Linked DNA regions of Triticum aestivum: region 2 is linked to region 1. A link is a contact called in public Hi-C data. All regions are on one chromosome and are shown on one strand. Each heading gives the region's core, a stretch centred on a gene start, on an enhancer-like site or on the middle of the called end of the contact. The rest is flanking DNA. Distances are from core to core; before and after follow the strand shown.

What was found. A called contact is a pair of places that touch in the nucleus more often than the background predicts.
Region 2: a Hi-C map of leaf shows a contact between it and region 1, with 3 times the contacts expected there. The contact joins the promoter of LOC123165821 here to the enhancer-like site in region 1. A contact is called at or near these places in 2 of 5 Hi-C or Micro-C datasets (leaf and root).

The regions. Positions count from the first base shown.
Region 1 is chr7D:190,866,645-190,871,880 of IWGSC CS RefSeq v2.1, reverse strand. It overlaps the pseudogene LOC123168575. Among protein-coding and RNA genes, the nearest start is that of LOC123165401, 110 kb to the right of the region's middle. Within about 2 kb of position 2,695, at least 2 of the 8 cell types and tissues checked have an H3K27ac peak or open chromatin away from gene starts, as enhancers often do. A contact at or near this core is called in leaf, where this site is marked.
Region 2 is chr7D:191,049,237-191,054,565 of IWGSC CS RefSeq v2.1, reverse strand. It overlaps LOC123165821 (U-box domain-containing protein 41), which reads right to left and starts at 2,678. Exons shown (of 1, transcript XM_044583555.1): 1 at 723-2,678. The coding sequence starts at 2,572. The coding sequence ends at 956.

The DNA of each region.
Region 1 (5,236 bases), core at 1,446-3,945:
TCAGGTTGAGTATCTGATCGTATCCAGGGATGAGGGCCATCGAGTGTTGGGACATTGGGTAACCCCCGGTGCACAAGATTCACCCACGGTGATGCACCGAAGGCAAACAATCCCATCTAATGGAGCCCCCTATCTGGGGAATTTGAAGGCTATGTCTTTGTATGACAATGACTCACTTGGGGATTGGCATTCGGAATAGTAATCTTGTGTAACGGGGCTGCCTTTGACGAGCATGAAGTAGAGCCTGAGAACATCAGAGTACCCACCCTGGCATGTTCATGACTTCACAACTAAGCACATTGGTCCATCAGTAGCCTAGCACGCCGGAAGTGACTAGGAGATTTACCCTTCCCAGGACAAGAGAATGATGAACACAGGCAACCTTTCATTGATGGGAGAATGGACCAATCGACGGTGGAGATGGAGACTCATATGTTGCCCAGGGTGCTAGTGTGCATAATGTTCATGTCGATCCCTACATCCATCGGTACATGTGGGACCATAACTCATGAGATGAGGGGTTCCAAAGCCAATGGGAAAACACCAAGCCTCATTGGCTCGATCTTTCCACTCGGGGTAGACATCTTAGCCACCACAAGAATTGCACCAAAGTGGGCCCATGCACCAGGAGCTTAGGGCTTGAGAGTTTGCCATTGTATTGGTCCTCGGTGCTACGTCGACCCTTTACGATGGACCAAATCCTTCTTAGGAGATCATTCGCGGGAGGCACTAGGACCTCCTTATCACCATCCCGGGTGAACGCTCCGGCTAGACCCCCCCCCTGCGCTGGCTAAGAAGATGACAATCTTCAGTTCTCTGCCTAGAGCTTGGCCCGTGAAGTCTGCACGCCTCGCCCACCGTATGATGAGGGATATGTTAGGGCTTTGGGGACCACATTTTTGCTTTTGGGGCTTGTCGAACATCCTGACGGAAGGAGTCCGAACGCTGCCTCACATGGGTCTCGTCCCGGGAGCGGCGAATGAGCTCGAGGTCGACGGATCTAGAGGTGAAGGACTCGGATCCGCTGACCGCCATGCCGGAGACGGTTGGAGATCGCCGGACCGGAGTTTGGGTGGCAGAGGGGAGTGGAGTGAAGTGGCTTGGGCTTGGTCCGGCAAGCGAGTGGGAAGAAATATATGTGGGGTCGAGCGGACCAGCGTGGACCAGGTCCAACGTGACGGACGTGCCCGGACACCCCATATTTGAACTCGATACGAGTGGTGCCGGTCAGCCTGGGCGTTTGATGAGCCTACCTGGGTCGAATTTTCGTGACCGGCCAGTAACCGGGCCGTCTGCCAGGGCATTTGAGACGTCCGCTGCATATGCTCCGAGGGGTGCTGGATTGCTTGATGGTACGAAGATGGAACAATAACTGTTGTATGTGGAGCAGTTCCGTTCAATTTATGTTTATGGTCCTTGTTTGTTTTTCATTACTTTGGTTGTACTGATCTGTACAGATCGTTGGTTGTCGGTGATTGTGCCAGGATCCTTAATTGGGTCACCCATCGGGGATTGGATTTGCATGCTTTACAATTCTCTTATCTAATGATGCATATATACGGCTCATCCGCATGGTTAAATAAAAAACAATAAAAAATACTAGTCTTGATGAATAAGTTGTTCGCGTAGTTCTAGGTTAACGATTTAACTATCTAAATATGTATTATATGTGACAAAAAATATATTTTTAAAAACTACATCCGTATAAAATTCTAGTTTTTAATGACATATAATATATATTTAATTTTCTAAATCAATGATCTAGAACTACACGAATGATTTATTGACCTAGACGGAGGTAGTAGAGTTTTGCATGGTAGTATCTTACATACCTGGAAGCGGCAGACGTAGTAGTCATCCCCGTACAGAGCCCTGAAGCCGTCCACGGGCTTCACCGCCGGGTTCCGAGGGTTGAAGGCGACGCTCAGGGCGACCAGTGCCTTCACCCTGTCAGGCCGGAACAGGCAGAGGCTCCAGGCTATCAAGGCGCCCCAGTCGTGCGCCACCACGAAGACCTGCTTCTCGCCGAGGGAGTCGATGAGCGCGACGAGGTCGCCGACGACATGCAGCGCGGTGTACTGGTCCGGGCCGCCGGAGGGCGCGTCGGAGTCGCCGTAGCCGAGCATGTCGGGCGCGACGGCGCGGTAGCCCGCCGCGGCCAGCGCGGGCATCTGGTGCCGCCAGGTGTACCACAGCTGCGGGAACCCGTGCAGCAGCAGCACCACGGGCGCGCCCGCCGGCCCGGCCTCCGCGACGTGCAGGCGCACCCCGTTCACGTCGACGTGGCGGTGAGTGATCACGCCGTCGGAGGCCATCTCTCGGCTAGGGAGCGGTGCCGGACTGACGATGGAGCAAAGCAGGAGCAGCAGAGCTCGTTGAGGCAGAGGCTTTGATGGTGGGATGTGGCTGGACGCGACGGGCCGGACCGCTCTATAAGGCGTACGTGTGGGTGGATCGCACGCGGGGGGTACTTGTTAAGAGGGCGACATAGGGTGAGGGGGTTGCGTGTTAGGCGACTCAGCTTTAACGCAGTGATGTTGCGAGTCCGTGATGTTGAAGCCCTGTCCTTCGGAATCGTGTTCCGCATGCCCGAGTGTTGCACGACATCTCGCATCCTCGTGAGGGTTCGTTCCCTGGTGCATGCATAGGCTGCCGGCTCCGGACGAAATTTTGCCACAGGCTGCACATGTATCTTTGTTTGCACGCACCTTACTCGATAGTGATGTTATTTCAGTGGAAATCTCCGGACGCCCGGCACTTGATCACTTGAATTATTTTTTTAGGGTGATCAATTGATATTTTGATAGTGATTTTTGGTCAATTTCAATGGAAATCCCCGTACGCCCGAAACGTGTGGATCGCTGTAGTCTTACGGTGTGACTTGAATTCTTGAACCCAATTCAGTCTTTAAAGTGACACGTGCACGAATCGAGAATCACCGGCCAATTCTCGACTTCCGTTTGCACCTGCAGTTGTACAGGAGTGCGATTTTGTTTTCCCCTCGGCACACAAACATCATTATTAGAACAAGATGACACTTGCTCGGAAAAAAAAAGATGACACACTCTCCTATTTCATTCCAAGTAGTTCCTCTCATCGCAAATCTATCTTATAGCGCACCTTTCTTTTCCAATATCATTGAAGGCATACAAATGTAAGCCTCTATTTGTCTGCAAACACGTCTCAACATGTCTCCGGATTGTCAAGTCGGTGCCGATGGTTCAATGGTAGGCCATAAATATAGCCTACTCATTTGTTTCTCTTTTTTCCGCCAAGTCATCTTTCTCGAAAATAATCAAAAATAAATAATACAATGCAATAATAATTTAAATATATATATTAAATCTAAACATCAAGTTTCGAAATAACAGCTCAAATTAAAAATTCACTTATTCGCCCACATGCTCTAATTGTTTCCCTAAAGCACCGAGAAATGCATCATGTCACATCCCACAAAATTTAAATTATGATGTGAACATATCATTCATAAGCATGCCACGATTTCAATGCATTTTCGGTTTGGGGATAAATTTGGCTATTCTATAAACCCTAATTTAATTAGAGAATTATTTAAATGGTCCATATCGAGTCCATTTGCAGAAATGAATTTCCAAACATGCATTGGGTCTGGAAATTTTTTCCTATAAACTATAATAGCCCTACTGTTTTTGTGCATGTTTCTGAATTTTTAGAATTTGAATTCGTATTATTTAAACATAATTTGAATGGGTATTATGTAAACCCAATGCAAATTATAGGTAAGATCTGTTAGAAAAGGAAAATGGCTACTATTCACTGGGATTAACAGTGCAGACCAGCCGGCCACCTCACCCAATTCATATCATATTAGCATGGCCGAACCGGTAGGCGCAGCGCGGTTAAGTCATGCACAGATGATGTGTATCGCCTGCTGCGACCGCTAGCAACGGGCACGCAAATCAATCGTGCTACACGCGCTTGCAAGCTATAGCCGATTTGGAAAGTTTTCGGACAGGGTTTTCTTTTATTTTTTAGTATTAATTTATCACTGACTAGCAAATATGTCTGTGTGTTGCAAATGGGAGAGTAATTTTTTTTATCAAAGCCATTGTTCTCATTTCGATTCAATTTTGGTTCTGAATCGTAATAATGATGGCGTGCACCTACAACAGGCTCAGATAGCAACCGGTCGGTCTCGTTCGACATTAAGGAGACCGCGTCTATCAATTAAGTCTATTTAAGAAAGTATATATGTGACACCGTCACATGTAGCGGATAAAACATAAATATCAGTTCCAATAATAACATTCATCACTATCACAAGAATTGTTTGGATATTTTCAAAATAAATCTTCATCTACTTCTGATGTTCATAAATTTTATAAGTGTATGTATTTGCTACAAAAATTATTTGTGTATTATAAAAAAGAATTGCGTAGTCCATTGGTAAGTACGTGTGTGGATTTCGCCAAAAAGATTGCATATGTAGGGTCTTCGATCATAGGACATGTACAGAGAGAGAAGCTGGTGGAAGTACAATTCGTTGTAATCATTCCCCTCACTCTGTCCTTGCTAGGCAGCACAGAGCAATATGTGTAGCACATTGATTTGCAATACAAATCGACGCCTGTACGAAGTAATCACGGCTCATGCGCCATTTATTTAGGTTGCATCCTAAATAGTTTTTTTTAAATTAATTAATACATAAAAATAACATCATATTCAGATTCTACATACTTTTTTAATCAAATTTCATATATAACATGTTGAAATTGGAATTAGGGTTTAAAATTAATGATTATTTTGAAAAATATTTATTCCAGATGTACTGCAGGTTGATTGACCCAAATATTAGGGGGTTTTATGTAAACACTTATAAAATTCTTGGTTTTCTGTTTTCTTTCCTTTTTCCTTTTATAATTTTGTTTTTATTATTCTTTCAAATTAAAAAAAGTAAAATTCAAAATCCTCAAAATATGTTTTAAATTTAGAAAAAGATAAATTTTCATTTTTTTGTGATTTTCCAAAAATACATGATATTTCAAAAAATGTTTACTAATTCAAAACAGTGTTTGGAATTTCAAACATTGATTAGAATTTCAAGAGAATGTTCAAAAAAATTAAAAAAACGATCACATTTTTTAAAAACGAGTTGGGGTTTCAAACATTGTTCGTAATTTTCAAATTTGATCATTTTTATAAAAAAAATAATTTTCTAATTGGACATTTTTTAATTCATGGAAATTTTCAAATTCAA
Region 2 (5,329 bases), core at 1,429-3,928, 180 kb before region 1:
GAGATGCCTGATGCCGCACATTCAACCACTTCTCTGATTGTGCCATCTCCGTTGATCTTAACGCACCCCACCTCCGAGGGTTCCCACTATGCACATGTCCGCGCGTGCACACCAAAGGCTGGAGTAGGTATATCTGACCCAGAGATGAGTTCATGAATAATCTTCTTGTATTTGCAAAGAAGATAACTAACCCCAAAGATCTTGATATGTTTTCTTTATTCTTTTTGGGGACATCTATACTACTTGTTTGATCTAGATCTAAGGCCTTTTCATGAAAAACTTATGAACAAAGTAGAGCATAAACATATACGTCATCTCCATTGATCCTAAAGCACCCCGCCTCGGGGTTCCCAATTATGCACTTGTCCACTCGTGCTTATCAAGGCCAGAGCAGGTATATCTGACATAAAGATGAATTCGTGAATAATCTTCTTGTGTCTGCAAATATGATGATCGGCCCTAGAGATCTCGATATATTTTCCTTATTTTTTAGGGATATTTGTTGATTTGAGCTAGATCCAAGTCCTTTTATTGGAAATAAACATATGAACAAAGTAGAACGCAAACATATGCACCATCTACATTGATCTGAAGGCACCCTTTCTTTGGGGTTCCCACTTATGCACCTGTCTGGGTAGAGCAGGTATATCCTACACATAGATGAGTACATGAATAATCTTCTTCGATCTGCAAAAAAGATGATCAACCCTTGAGATCTAGGTATATTTTCTTTATTTTTTTAGGATATCTGTACAGATGGTTTGATCTAGATCTAAAGCCTTTTCAGGGGAAATATGTATAAACAAAGTAGAGCACAAACATATGCGCTTCCACTGCACAATTGTCTTTAATTTCACCATCCATTCAAAATTACAGACCAAGCAGGTAAAAAGGAGCACTGCATGAATCCACTGCAATTATGACAACACAGCAACACCCAGCTCAAGAACTAAAGCTAATCGATACATACTGATCGCCAGTGGTGTGAACTTGGCAGCTTCGAGGCAGGAGGAGCTCCCCAGCTCGCGGCGCGCCGGCGGCGGACCGGCAGGGACGGCGCAATGGTGCCGCTGTCATCGTCGTTGCGTTCGCTGTTGCTGAAATCATGAAGGCCTCCGCCGTTGATGTCGCCCAGGCCCAGCATTGCTCGCAGAGCCTTCCGCGCCATGTCCTTGTGAACGCCCGGGTCCGCTTGCTCGGCGATGAGGATGAGGGGCCGGTCGGCGCCGGCCGCTCTGGCAAGCCCCCGGAACCGCGGGCTTCCCTTGCTCATGTCGTACAATGCCGCGACGCAGCATTCTTGAAGCTCCGACCTGTGAGCGTCGTCGGAAAGGATGACGGAAAACGTCGAGACGGCGCCGGCGTCCATGAGCGCTGTCCTGCCCTCAGTGCAGGCGGCGACGTTGCAGATCACCATGAGGGCCAGCCTGCGGATGGGCAACGGCTCGTTGGAATCGGACGAGATGGAGAGCAGGTTCTTGGCGGCGCCCGGGGCGCGCGCGAGCTTAGACTGGTTAACGGCGGCGAGGGAGAGGTGGAGCAGAGCCATCCCGGCATCGCGGCGCGCTCGCGGGGCCTGGTCGCCGGTGGTAAGGAGTGCCAGAAGAGGAGGCAAGGCGCCGAGCACGCCGATGGCGGCGCGGTTGCCCTCGTGGAGGGCCAGGCCGAACAGAGCGCCTGCCGCGTGCTCGCATGCCTCCGGGGCGGCAGCACCCAAGCTGGCAACCTCGACGAGCGCCGGCACGGCGCCCGCGCGGACGATGGGCACCCTGTTCTCAGGCTCGAGGGAGAGGTTGGCCAGAGCAGCGGTGGCGTCGGCGCGCGCCGCGGCGGAGTGACGCGCGGACAGCAGCACGCGACGGAGCGCAGCGAGCAGCTGCGGCACGCAGAGCGCCCGCCTCCTCGGCGCGCTTTCCCGCGTCGCCCGTCGCAGCGCCGCCATCGCTGACTCCACCTCCCACTCGTCTCCGCCGCTCACAGCCTTCACTGTCAACTGGCCAACTTCCTCCTCATCCTCACCAATCCGCAACGACTCCGTTTTCTTCTCGCACACCATCTCCAGCCTCTCCACCGCCGTTATCTCTGACGACGACCGGGAGGAGGAGGACGACGTCGACGCAGCGGACGCCCTGGAGGAGCAGGACAAGTTAGAAGACGACCTGCCTGGGGGCCGCGGAGATGGAACCGCGCGTAGCACGGCCTCCCGTGCCGCCGCGGCGGAAGGGGCAGCAGGCGGCGCGCGTCCAGACCGCGCGCTCCAAGTCCGGATGGCCGCTCCGAGCGCGTCGTTGGGTATGGGAACCACCCCACCCGATGCCGGCGAGTCTCCCTCCACGCCAGGCGGAGAGACGGAAAGCTCCGCGCAGGCCTGGATGCAGGCGCGCTCGTACGTCCGCCCCGACAGCAGGATCACCGGGTCGGACATGGGCGCGCCCAGTATCGGGCACAGGAACTCCCGTGGCACCTCCTCCTCCTTGTCCACCGGGGACAGGGTTGCAGGGAGGGACGGCGGCGGCGGCGGCTTGGAGTGGAAGGGCAGAAGCTTCCAGCGCCATGCGCGCGCGGCACCCATGCTTAATTATCAGCTCGGCAGCTGCAAGCAGCGCAGCGGCGCTTTGGTGCTTTTGGTGCAATAATGGACGGTGGCTCACCTTTGCTTTGGCTGTCTGGAGCCGTGCTCGCCGTCCTTTTCGGGCGTTTAAGTATTGTGGCTTGGGGACATTGCGAGGTGACTTAGCCTGGAAGGGATCGGCGATTAGGTACTGACATGTAACCTCTGGATCGGCATCTCAAACAGAGGCAGGATAGATAGTACTTGGCAAGAATGTTCTTGAACATTCTTATCGCTTTTTTACATGGAAAACACACCAGTGGTACATAATAAAAAAGAAAAAAAAAACAACGCCTCTTCACTATTATCGCCTTATAAAATCACGGAGACTCACATCTCGTCTAAAAATGGATTGATACAAAATATCAATCCAATGAGAAGATTGTTCTATCGCCAGAAGGGAAAATCAAGTGATACCAAAGATCCAATGCCGACTTCATTTTAGAGGGAGACAGTAACACACAATATTTTAAATAGTCGTCAATAGACGACATAGAAAGAAATGTATTTGTAGTCTCCAAGAAGATGAAAGGCGGATCGAAGGACACATGAAGCTTAAAAGTTATCTTATCAAGTACTACAAATCACTGTTCGGGTCTAGTTCAATTTCTAGAATTGACAGGTGATACATAGGGGTTTTTCCCATTTATTGAGGATCAAGCTTGATGTGTGATGAAACCAGTCATCAAGAAATATCTTGATACTCATTTAAAAAAATTATGAGCATCATGTTTATCTTGTCACTCATACTAAAATAGTTGTATGCATCCCTAGTTGGCGTAGAGGCCGGAAAGTGAAAATCTCTCTCATTTTTAAGCAAAGAGAGTCTTGGCTCAGTGGTTGGGTATGCGGTTCTGCAGCCCAACGACCCGAATTCAATTCCTAGAATTGACAGGTAATGCACAAGGGATTCCCCCCATTTGTTGAGGATTAAACTTGGTGTGTGGTGGAACCACTCATGAAGAAATATCTTGATACTCATTTAAAAAATTCTGAGGATCATGTTTATCTTGTACTCATACTAAAATGGTTGTATGTATCCCTAGTTGGTGCAGAGGCCGGGAAGTGAAAATCTCTCCCATTTTTAAGAGGTACACACTAACCTCCGCCTAATCCTACCACTGCTACCGTGCGGCTCCGCCGCGTTGCACCGGGACGCCCCGCCTCCTTCCTCCCCCCCGTCACCACTCTCCTCTTCGCCACCGACGACGACGACGCCAGCGCAGAGCCCAAGCGGCTTGGCGATGGCCCTGTCCTCGTGCGCCACAGGCTCAAGATCGGTATAGCGGATCCGATCTCGATCTCCTCGGCAGTGATGGTGGACAACGACGACTAGGGTGTAACGGCGGGCTACAGTCGTAGCGGCAGGTGGCGGCGGCAGCCATGCTACGGCCGCTCAACCTCCGGTTTGGCTTCCGATCGCGGTGGTGCTCCTACATCACGCGGGCACCTGGGGCAGCGACCCTGGGCTTGGTGGTGGTGGTTATCTCCTCCGTCGGAGGTGGTCAGCCTGAGGCTGGGTGGTCGGATCTAAAGATCCGTCATCTAGTCATGGCTGCGAGTTGGGGAGACTATTTCCAGTGAAAACTGAGCCGACGGCACGTGGTGGCGGTGCTCTGGGCCATTACCTTGATGAAGGCATCGTCGTGTAACTACTCTCGAGCCACTGGTGCTGCTCCGGGGGAAACCCTAGGATCTGGTCTTCCAGATCGGACGACGGCGACACTGCAGTGTCATTTCTCTCTTGGAAGCATCGTTTGTGGAGCAACGTTGGAAGACAAAGGCAAGAGGTGGAGCGGCTTCGTCTTGCACAGAGCTTTGGTGGAGATGTCAAGTCATGTCTGACAGACAAGTGCTACACTGTGTCGTGCATGTCCGGTAGGTACTACACATGAGAGATCTTCAAGAGACTTCAAGCTATGTCGACGGGTGGTACGTGGCGGCATGGTGCTGTGGTGTATCGGCGGCGGACACGACGTGCTCAGCAGTTTGCGCACACGGAGGTGCTGTCGTTGGATGCTTTCGTGGCGTCGATGGATGTCCGGACTGGCAAGGATGACGCGGATATCTTTCCTGAAGATGGGTCAGCGGTTTGATGATGGTGGCGGCTTCTAAAATGTATGCATTTGGTATACGCTTTAGGTTTGTTACACCGGTTGTAGGTTCCGATACGTTATGTGGACGGATCGGCGACGACACCGGTTTTAGATATGGGGAGTGAAAGCACTCAACATTATTGAGTTGGTAGGTGTGAGTGGTGGCTTCGGGTGGCTTGATGTATGTTCTTGTTAGACCTTTGTTGAATAATTCATAAAGATGGCTACATGCATCGATTGATGCAGAGGCTGGGGGTTTTAGCCTCCTTTTCCAAAAACAAAACTGTTCAGGGCGCTAGATGAATGGAGCTTCATCCTTGATGAGACTCGAACAGATAATATTCCACAGGTCACAGCAGAAGAGAACTATATCTCACAACATCTTTCTCTAAGAGGAGGTGAGACCTATGGTGTTCCAATGGAACATAACAAATCTCCAGTCCCTGATGGCTTCCGTGCAGAGTTCTATCAAAACTTTTGGGATTTCATCAAGACTGACCTATTGCAATTGTTCAACCTTATTCGTGCCGGCCAACTTGACCTATCCAGGCTTATTTGGCGAGATTGTTTTGTTGCCAAAAATTAAGGTGGCTGAGCAGATCCAGCAATATGGACTCGTATG